Linked DNA regions of Drosophila melanogaster: all the other regions are linked to region 1. A link is a contact called in public Hi-C and HiChIP or PLAC-seq data. All regions are on one chromosome and are shown on one strand. The core of a region is the stretch at or near the end of the contact, and the rest is flanking DNA. Distances in the headings are between cores, read along the strand shown. Region 1 overlaps Mur2B (Mucin related 2B). Region 2 holds the start of CG14810. Region 3 overlaps inc (insomniac).

What was found. Hi-C and Micro-C count contacts between places; a contact is called where the count stands out from the background. HiChIP or PLAC-seq counts read pairs in DNA pulled down with a chosen protein or histone mark.
Region 2: a Hi-C map of the Kc167 cell line shows a contact between it and region 1, with 2.1 times the contacts expected there. The contact joins the promoter of CG14810 here to the enhancer-like site in region 1. A contact is called at or near these places in 10 of 107 Hi-C or Micro-C datasets (the Kc167 cell line, the S2 cell line, the Sg4 cell line and 2 more).
Region 3: a contact with region 1 is called in a POLR2A S2P HiChIP or PLAC-seq map of the Kc167 cell line, with 4 times the contacts expected there. The contact joins two enhancer-like sites. A contact is called at or near these places in 3 of 107 Hi-C or Micro-C datasets (the D17-c3 cell line, the Kc167 cell line and the S2 cell line) and 1 of 6 datasets of contacts at active chromatin or transcription factors (the Kc167 cell line).

What each region holds. Positions count from the first base shown.
Region 1 is chrX:1,647,521-1,651,088 of dm6, forward strand. All of the region lies in intron 2 of Mur2B (Mucin related 2B), which reads right to left. It also overlaps a transcript of br not described here. Among named protein-coding and RNA genes, the nearest start is that of dor, 16 kb to the right of the region's middle. Within about 2 kb of position 1,616, at least 7 of the 39 cell types and tissues checked have an H3K27ac peak or open chromatin away from gene starts, as enhancers often do. A contact at or near this core is called in the Kc167 cell line, where this site is marked.
Region 2 is chrX:1,818,568-1,822,135 of dm6, forward strand. CG14810 reads right to left here and starts at 1,774. Exons shown (of 3, transcript NM_130585.2): 1 at 1,740-1,774; 2 at 1,616-1,673; 3 at 928-1,554. The coding sequence starts at 1,645. The coding sequence ends at 976. The region is part of intron 2 of prage (prage,); the gene reads left to right. It overlaps CG14811, which reads right to left. Exons shown (of 2, transcript NM_130586.2): 2 at 2,902-3,568. The coding sequence ends at 2,933.
Region 3 is chrX:1,516,228-1,519,795 of dm6, forward strand. It overlaps inc (insomniac), which reads left to right. Exons shown (of 7, transcript NM_001297857.1): 7 at 1-1,388. Among named protein-coding and RNA genes, the nearest start is that of CG14795, 5.2 kb to the left of the region's middle. Within about 2 kb of position 1,599, at least 34 of the 39 cell types and tissues checked have an H3K27ac peak or open chromatin away from gene starts, as enhancers often do. A contact at or near this core is called in the Kc167 cell line, where this site is marked.

The DNA.
Region 1 (3,568 bases), core at 366-2,865:
AACATCATTCCACACCACATACCAACAGTCCACAACTGAAGCAGGAACAACCGAAATCGGGCGGCGGGAGCTGCAAGTCCAGCGACCTGCACATTGCAGCGGGTAGTGAGCGCAGCCTCTCCCGATCCTCCCAAGGAATGCCAGACGCCGGCGGGCACAGTGCCACGCCCTCGCCCACCGCCGCCTACCACAAGCGCGAGAGGGAGCGCGAAAGAGAACGCGAACGGGAGCGGGAGCGCGAGCGGGAACGCTCGCTCGACCATGAGCGCGACTTGGAGAGGCCAGGCGGCACCGGCTCACCACCACCGCCGCCGCCGTCGCACCACTCACATTTCGGCCAGCACCCATTGTCGCTGTTGCCCAGCCACCACCAGCTGCACGCGACCCACCACGAGCTGAGCGCCGCTGCCGCCCACCACGCTCACGCCCATGCTCATGCCGCCCACGCCCATGCCTTGGCACGCGCCGGATCGCCCATGGAGCACCATCACCTGTTGCACCACAGACGCGCCTCGCTCTCCCCCTCGGGGGCCGTTTCCTCGGCCAGCGGAGCGGGTGGACGCGGAGGCGGCGCTGGCGGACCGGGAGGACCCGGCGGCAGCCTGCTGTCATCAGTGCGCGCCCAGGACGTGGCCCAGGCCAATAGACTCCTCCTGCCCCTGCCCCTCAACGCCTGCCACCGGTGCGACGTGTGCGGCAAACTGTTGAGCACCAAGCTCACGCTGAAACGCCACAAGGAGCAGCAGCACCTGCAGCCGCTGAACAACGCCGTTTGCAACCTGTGCCACAAGGTCTTCCGCACGCTGAACTCGCTGAACAACCACAAGAGCATCTATCATCGCCGCCAGAAGAACCACCACTCGTATTTCCACCACGGCGCCGGGGTTAGCCAAGCGGGCAGTCCGGGCAGTCGGCTGCATCAGTCGCTCAGTTCGTTGAGCGCAGCAGCAGCGGCGGCCAACAATAGCGTTAATGTGGGCGGTGGATCGGTAGGCGGGGCCGGGGGCAATGCAGTGGCTGCTGCTGCAGCCGCAGCTGCCGCGGCGGCCGAACTGCTTCTCTCTCCGATCGTTGGCGCCGCTGCCGTGGCCGGGGGTACGGCCAGCTCCACGCTCCAGCTGGCGGCGGCGCACCAGCAGCAGCAGCAACAGTCGTCGCCGGGCATTGTCAAACCGTGCATGGACTTCTTATAAGATCAGCAGCAACTCTTGCAGCAGCTGTTCCACGTGGCGCTCAACAACTCCGCGGCGGCAGCGGCGGCTGCAGCGGCAGCAGCTGCGGCGGGTGGATCGGGAGGAGGCCCAGGTGGAGTGGGAGCTGGGCCGGAGTCAATCAACGGAGGCGGACAGGAGTACGGAGGAGTGCAGGGGCCGAGTGGCACGCCCACTGTCGATCTCACCCAGCTGGAGCACGCGGCCGGGGGCGGTGGATTCTCAGCCGCCGCCGCCCTGCAGCACCACCTGCCACACCACCTAGCACATCAGCATCCGATGTCCCACCAGCATCCCCACCAGCTGACGCACCAGCACCCGCATCCCCATCCGCACCAGCATCCATATGAACGCATGAATTTACTAGACCAATAAGCAAGGCGCCAGAAAGTATGCTACGAATGATGATCGGGCAACAGACACACGCACACGCGCACACAAAGGCACACACACACACACAAAGGAGGAGAAGGACGAGGAGGAGGAAGCGAGGAGGAGGAAGCGAGGAGGAGAACAAGGAGGAGGAGAAGGAGAAGAACCGACCGAACGAAAAAGGAGCAGAGGGAGATTAGGACTATACTACTACCACGTAGACATTTCAATTTCGGATCTCACAGAACGGAAAATTCAAAGACTTTTTCGGCCAGAAAAAAAAACGAAAGAAAACTAAAATACAATGGCGAACATCGAGATAAAGCAATGATGAAAGCGCAAGCTAGGAGAGGAAAGGAAGACAAAAACATTTTTAGGCAAATGGAAAAACTGTGATTATTTACGACTTGATTATAAAGCAAGCAAAAACAAAGGTCTTTTACGATAAAGCTATATATGTATATGTAGCTATATACAAGCATAATGGACACACCGACACACACACACACACACACACACACACGCACACTCATTCAGATCGCGTTGGAATCGTACTCGTATACATATAAGGATTTTTTTTGACCATCCCAAATTGGGATGCGAATAGAGTTTGTCACTAAACACTAGATTAGGAGAAGCAGCGCTCCAACGCTTGGAGCCTGGAGCACAGGATAGAAGACTGTTAACCATGCCACATGCCACATGCCACATGTCCATCCTCATGCTCATGCTCATGCCCACCCCACACACGCCCCTGAGTATTACCCAATAAATGCGCTGAATGTCATCACCCATCGTCACCCCGGCTCTGAATCTGAATGTGAATCCGATCCTGTCCAATCAGATCACATTCGATCGGGGCCGAAAGGAACCGATCCCCGTATCGATGCAGCCGGGGATCACACTGAATCGAAGTCACTCAACCAATGTGCAACATTTCCCGGTATATTTGTACAGCATACATATAACTATTCTATCTTCCTCACCACTGCACACTCATGAACAGAAAAACAACAAAAAAAAAAAACCAATGCATATATATATATTTTTTTTTGTTTTTTTGATATGATTGTAAGATACGATATATATATATACATAAACATATGTGTACATTTAGCAGCCACTAAATATTCATCAAATGAGTAGCAAGGTCAATGTAAAAACCACAACAATGTAAACCTAGCCCTAAGTGAACGAGTGTGTAATACGATTTTTTTTTTTACTTATCTACAACTAAGAGCGTTGCTCCTAGGAAACCACACACGAGTATACATAAATACATAATACATTTGTAAATGTATTTGCATAACTATGAGACGAATGCGATACGAATATAACTAAGACTATGACTCAGCATAACGCATACGCAGCAAAGCATAAATCAATTTTCGAGATGAAAGTCGGGTGGGCGGAGATCTTGGATCGTGATCGTGTATAGGTGGAAATAGCACTGAGTGGAGTTAATCAGATGAGTAAGTCGTGCGCGTTTCGAAGCTTGGGAAGTAGTGGATGGGAGTAACGGGGACCAGGACTGACTAGTGTTAAACTCAACCGAAGGGGGCGATGAGCACTCATCGATAAACGTTAGCTTATATGTATGTAGCTGAAACTCGACAAGGAACAATTTAATTGACGGTCCCCAGTTGAAGTGCCGGCACTTATGGTACGTACTATACTATGCTTTCCAATTGGCACACTTTGCGACTCAAAATGTATAATCAAAATTAGCGACCAGATATATGTAGATGATGATGGTTTACTTTGCTTCCAGCACACCTTAACTTAATTTGAAGACTGATCACTCGAAGTAGAACTTTGGAGGGGGGCGAGATTTAGAACTAGAACAGGCCGTATCAGGTGGTCTCAGGCAAAGAAACCGCAGGAAACGACAATATTTTTTTAGGCGCGTGCAATTTCATCTTGGATTTTTCGTTGGGGTCCCCATAAGCTTTGGGATAGCGATAGAAAGGATAGTAGCCTTAGTT
Region 2 (3,568 bases), core at 524-3,023, 170 kb after region 1:
ATATTATATAACATAATAGTTATAATAATATAATAGTTACACCTCTAGTTTTAAAAATTGTAGTTAAAACGCGAAATTTCATTCAATCAATTTCAATCAATAGATTCTGGGGAATAAAATGAGAAACAAATTAAAAAGTTTTCGAAGGTGTGGGCGTGACCGGTTTGGCGGCTTTAGGGCGTTAGAGTGGGCGTGGCAGTTTTGTGCAGTTTGTAGGCATTAGAGAGGGCGTGGCAACATAGGTCAACAAACTAGCCTCTAGAATTTGTATGCTGAATCTTAACCTTCTAGCTTTTATAGTTTTTAAGATCTCTACGTTTATAGGGACAGACAGACATGGCTAGATCGACTCGGCTATTGATCCTGATCAAGAATATATATACTTTATATAGTCGGAAATACTTCCTTCTGCCTGTTACATACTTATCAACGAATCTAGTATACGCGTCTTTTGTTTTTCTTGTTTTTTTTTATTCTATTCATGGTATAGACCTAACTAAGCTAAGCACAACAAACTAGTTTAAACAACGTGAGCTTTAAATGCCCATTAAGAAAGAAGCAAATACTCAACCCTGGTGCGGAACCTTGCTAAAAGCTACACCATACTTTTGTGCCAGACTATGAGGCCCTAAAATTGCGTTGATTGGAAATTTTTGTAATCGAAACAAGCGAGCAGTGAAACCCTTATTAAAAATTACATGACAATTTCACAGAATATAAAGCCAATAGATAAATTAATTGCAAACAGCCATCCATGTGGATAATTGCGTCATGTTCGAGGTTCGTGCTATAAGACCGCATTTTCCGATATTGGTTCAACCTGAACAGAAGCACCTCTACGTGATCATGAGTCATACGAGCCGATCCGAGTTGTAGATAACCATATACCCAATTGCATAAGTCGCCCCAATGAGTCAATGAATAGTTATAATAGTCGTAGCGCTCAGCTAGCTTGATTTATTAGTCCTTGCATTTCTAGAAGGTAAAGCCGAAATTTTTGGGCGGCTTCGGGATGGCGCCTTTCGAGGTCGATGTAGCTGGGTTGATGGAGCCACTGGTCATATTTAGATCCTGTACTTCATCCTCCTCCTCCTTCGCCATCATCATCTCATCATCCTCCTCCTTCGCCATCATCATCTCATCATCCTCCTCCTCCTCATCATCATCATCCATCAGCACGGACATATCAAAATTGGACTCAATTGGGAGGTTAATTGAGTTGCGGCGGACAAGCGAGCAGCGACGGTTGGGAGCTGGCTTTGGTGGATCATCCGGGAACTCATTGGTGAAAGAATAACGACGACGCGGTTGCACAGCCTGTTTTTTCAACGACATGCCGGCCAATTCACGGGTCAGGTCCTCTGCGACACGATGGACGCGGCTGAATCGCGAAACGGATACAGTCTTCTTTTTCACCCCATTGGTCAAGCCCCCTGCGGCACGATCGGTGCGGATGAATCGTGAAAAGGTCGTAGTCTTCTTTTTCATCCCATTGGACTTGGCAAAACTTGGCACGGGAGAACTCATCATCGTCGATTCGAATCTCTTGTTCTTCTTCAAGGGAATACAATTATAGGCAAAACGCGAAATACCAATATTACACTCTTGAACATACCGAAATGGATGCCGGTAGATTCTTTTCCATCTTTGGCTTAATTATGACTTAGCGCAGTCTTGATTATTTAAGTAACGAACAAAAACAATTAGTCGAATATAGAGCTATATAGTATAGAACTCACTGGTCGTCGTCCTCAATCGTAATGACCTATCCTTTTGGCTCAGAAAAACAAGTTGACTATCACGTTGAAGTTTCTGGAGCAGAGTTCTTAGAATTTAAATTTGCCCTTTACTAATGGCTCCACTGTTATCGATAGGGTGGCAACCCTACTTGATAGATTATTAGAGATGTGCTTCTTATTGTTTCCTAGTCAGAAGTTCAAGATTTTAAGATCATTTCATATCGTTTATATTGTTTCGTGTTTTCAAGGCTTTGTCACTTTGTATTGTAATTCATCAGGGACTCTTCTCTAACCAATTGAACGAACGCCTTTGCCAGCGAATCGCGAACAGTTGAGATCTCAAGCTAAAAGGTTGAGATTCAGCATACAAATTCTAGAGACAAGGACGCAGCACAAGTTTGTTGACTTTACTTGCCACGTCCACTCTAATTTTGAACCAATTATCGAAAATTTTCATTTTCTTAAAAATTTCTATTGATTTGCCAAAAAACTTTTTGCTACGCCCACTATAACGCCCTAAAGCTGCCAAATCGGTCACGCCCACACTTTGGAACAATTTTCAAATTTTTCCTGATTTTATTACCCAATATCTATCCCAGAAAAATGATTAAATTTCGCAATCGCATTCACACTAGCTAAGTAACGGGCTTTCTTGTTTTGAATTGGCTTTCTTAAAAATAGAAATTCAAAATGTAACAACAAGGCAAACCTTGCCTTCATTCATACAAAAGTCTTAACTAATTGAATAGCTATAGACCAATGTGGGGGTAATATCAATTCTGAAAGCTTTGGTGAAATCCTCAGCGCGTGTTCAACCAGTGAAGGCAACCTCTGCGGGCTTTAATGCCTCAATTGTTTTATTCATGGTATAGTCTTAACTAAGCTAAGCACAGAAAACTAGTTTAAACAACGTAAGCTTTAAATGCCCATCAAGAATGGAGCAAACCGTGAAGCGTGGTACAGAACCCTGTAAAAGCTACACCATACTTTCGTGCCACACTATGAAGCGCTAAAATTGCGTTGATTTGAAATTTCTGCAATCGAAGCAAGCGAGCAGTGAAACCCTTATTAAAAATGACATGACAATTGCGACATAAGTTGCCCCACTGCGTCAATGAATCCCTAAGCCCGATCCCGACCAAGTTATAATAGTCGTTGCGCCCAGTTAGGTAGATTTATTAGTCACAGCATTTCTAGAAGGTTAAGGCGAACTTCTTGGGCTGCTTCGGGATTGCGCCTTTCGAGGTCGATGTAGCTGGCTTGGTGGAGCCGCTGTTCTCATTTAGATCCTTCACTTCATCCTCCTCCTTCTCCTCCTCCATCAGCACGGGCATAGCAAAATTGGACCCAATTGGGAGGTTAATCGAGTTGCGGCGGACAAGCGAGTAGCGGCGTTTGGGAGCTGGCTTCGGTTGATCATCCGGGAACTCGTTGGTGATAGAAATACGACGAGGCGGTTGCATCGACCGCGAGGTGGGGTTACAAGCTTGGGAGAAATGACCCTTCAACCAGAGGCTCTTGATTTCGGCATAGGTCTGGTAGTGGCCCACCGCAGTTGGCTGGGGCAGATGGGGATAGTAATGCAGGTTGCTGGCAAAAAACTGCTCATTCGAGGTGGAAGCCACAGGCTGTTTTGGTTTTAAGGACACGCTGGCCAATTGACGGGTTAGGTCCTCTTCGGCGCGAGCGGTGCGGTCGAATCGCGAAAAGAACACAGTCTTCTTTTGCACCGCATTGGTCGGTCCGTCTGCGACACGTTCGGTGCGGATGAAACGTGAATAGGTCACAGTCTTCTTTTTAGTCCCATTGGACTTGGCAAAACTTTGCTC
Region 3 (3,568 bases), core at 349-2,848, 130 kb before region 1:
CGGAATTTGTAGAGTCGCAGAGTTCTGCTCCGTAGTTCTGCTGCTTGCTGTACTCTTGAACTGGTGAGCGGTAGGAGCGTACGTGTGGTCCGTTTTGTGTAGGCCCGGTTTTACTACCTTGAGCTTTATTTTAGAAAACGAGCAAGGCGAAGATCAACTTTAGGAAATCAATTGAATCACGACTGAATTTATGTGAACTTGCACTCAAAGAAAATACATACATGCGAATACATTATAGTGAGGATATACATGTGTGAAAAAGAAAATGATTAACGAAAATGAAAACCTATCCGGCGACGTTTTGTACAGACAGGCATGATATCTATAATATGATAAGTACTACATGAATGTATATAATTTTAAATAGTTACTAATTTATACACGAAAAAGAAAACAAGCGAAAATTGAAGATGATCCAGAACGTCGCCACCTACTCGTACCCATTTTGTATCCATTTTGACTTATTTTACGAGCACAGCTGGTGCAGATTATATAGAGTATAACTTATGCTTACGAGGATTATTTCGACGAAGAACCTTTACACTAGCAAGTAGTAGAACCGCAGCGCCCGATTACGCCGGACGCAGTGTCTGGCACTTAGCAATACAGAGAAAGGCCACTGCAAGTTAGTACAGACACGGCAACAAGTACAGATAACTCTTAACTCTAACAATAATACGATAGCATAGCCTAACCCCTACTGTAACTCCATAAGGATGTACTCATACCCACTTTAAACAGCCTGTGCCCCGTACCTTGTACCCTGTATCCTGTATCCTGTATTCTGCAGCCGCGGATGCTCAGTCCCGCCCAGAACCCGGCTGTCGCTGGAGCTGGAGCTGGATCGGATCCTGGATGCTGCTCCCTCAAATAATATGAATATATATGAATAAACTTGGAACCCTTTTCTAAAAAACATCCCCAAGCAGCTTCGTCCTGTGAATGCGCTTTGTGCTTTAAAGCCTTCCGAAAAAGCTCAAGTGCGGGAACTGGTTAAGGATTTTACAGAAGCAGTATGACAATCAGCAGTTCAGTGGTCTCCGGATTCGTGTTGGTGGTGAGCCATACTCCCGGGATTATCAAGGACGCACAACCCGAAGCCCGATAATATAAGCTTTAAAGGAACAAAGCTTCGGAAGTGCGAAGCAATGTACCAAACTTCAGCAAGGACACTTCAAAAGCGTTCTTTACTTCTAATATCTTAAATTTTCTTGTTTAAGTTTTTATATATGATAATTGTATATTTATGTTATTAATGTGCATGTCCCCCGGGCAAATTTAGATCTTTCCTGCTGGTATCCTGCTGGCCGCCACGAGAAAACTGGTGGCTCAGAATCCTAAGTCTTGGACAAATTCGAAGCTAATAAAAGTGCTTTAAGGAACCAGCTAATTAGTCTGTTCTGCTGCTGCTTAGAGATGGGGGCGTGCACATTTGTTTTCAGCACGGTCAAATAAATACATCCGAACTAGCTGAAACCTCGTGCCTAATTCGTGACACGTACAAAAAATCAACGCGTTTGCTCATCTCTAGCTTCCAGTTATCCCAAAACTAACGGTTTTGTTGAATTGATCTAGTTTCCTATTGGTGGATAGACGTATTGGAAGGTGCAAATGGAGGGGGCAACATGGAAGTGATCAGCTGTTTTTGCCTCCTTCGATCAGTCAGCTGGCAGTTGCTACGGTTTCTGTTGGCCTGGTGTCTAGAATAGAGAAACATGCAATTTTGAAGACGGCCGTGGCCAGTTTTCTCGGCCAAATTGAGTAAAATTTCGAGTCGTGGTACCAGGCGAACAGAAATGCCAGCAGGTGTCTGGGAGGTTCAGCAGCCCCCAAAAGTATGCTACACAAAATTTTGCATGTGATAAAGTGTTTTTTTTTTTTTTACGATGATGTTTTTTTTTTTTTTTTTTTTTTTTTTTTTTTTTTTTTTTTTTTTCAGTCGCATGGGAGATGAGCAATCGAGTGGACGTGTTCACAGAAGTCGCGGATAAAACAAAAACGTAATTGTGATCCATCACAAACATTTGCGCAGATCGTGTGCTTATCTCACAAACAAAATCTATTTTTAGTCACTGCATAACGGTGACGGCTTCGGTTCGCGAAACTTATCAGCAACTAGCAATCTCTAAGCTGTGTTGTTTTTGCCCCTCGCCCTGCGCGCTGCGCAAGCGGGAGGTTGTTACAATTTACCTTACAAGTAAACCGGTAAATCTTATCGTGTTTAGTAAATATCAATTGCATTATACGGCATAAGTATAAAGACAATTGATATAATGGAGAATTCATTTGCTCAATCGCGACCTAGCAATGGGTGCGATAAATTTGAGAAAATGAGGAAAGTAGCAGGTGTTGAGCCAGGAGAATTACGCTCCCAACTCCGCGCCAGCTGTGCAGTTGTTTCCCCTAACCTGGAAGGTATGCCAACTCAATCTACGGTCTCCAGCTTAATGGTGACAATCAGCAGCAACACCAATGCAAGTGTTACCTGCACTATTTCTAACGTACAGGCCAACATGATCTGTACTCCTACATACACTGATTGCACAACCGTGACCACTAGCATTTGCCCAACTACGCCTTATGACAATGGACTGCCGACACCTCTGTCATCACTGCCCAATAAGCCATCTAAAGCGAAATGCCCCTTTCAAGCACATGATCGTACTGTCAACAGGAAACGAAAAGGCGTGTCTCAGCCCCCATTACCTATCCTCACCCCTTCTCCAAGCCGTAAAACTAAAAGGCAGGCCACTATGCCACTCAATGAGGAGGCCTCTACCTCCACTGCAGCAGCATTAAATAACAATCGCTTCGCGCTTTTGTCTGCTGAAGCGGAGAATATGGAGCAAGACGTGTCGGATGCTGATTCTGACATTGAAGACTCTGCTGCCCGAGATGGTGGTGGACAATCCGCTAAATATAGCAAACCCCCAGCCATATGCGTACCAAGTGTAAGTGATCCGGTCACCTTGGAACGGGCTCTTAATCTGAGTATTGGCTCCTCAAACTACTACATCCGCACCTCTAGATTTGGTGTATCCAGAATCTATACAGCCAACCCTGATGCTTTCCGCACCGCTGTAAAAGAACTAAATAAGTTAAATTGTCAATTCTGGCATCACCAACTTAAAGAAGAAAAACCCTACAGAGTAGTGCTTAAAGGAATCCATGCTAATGTTCCTAGTTCGCAGATAGAACAAGCATTTAGTGATCACGGCTATGAGGTCCTTAATATCTATTGCCCCAGAAAGTCTGACTGGAAGAACATTCAGGTAAACGAAGATGATAATGAAGCTACAAAAAACTTCAAAACTAGACAAAATTTGTTTTATATTAATCTTAAACAAGGCCCGAATGTTAAAGAGTCTCTTAAGATAACTCGACTTGGCAGATACAGAGTCACTGTTGAGCGCGCTACACGTAGAAAAGAACTGCTACAATGTCAAAGATGCCAAATTTTTGGACACTCTAAGAACTATTGCGCCCAGGATCCTATTTGTGGTAAATGTAGTGGTCCCCATATGACCGGGTCCGCTTTGTGCATAAGTGACGTATGTCTGTGTATAAA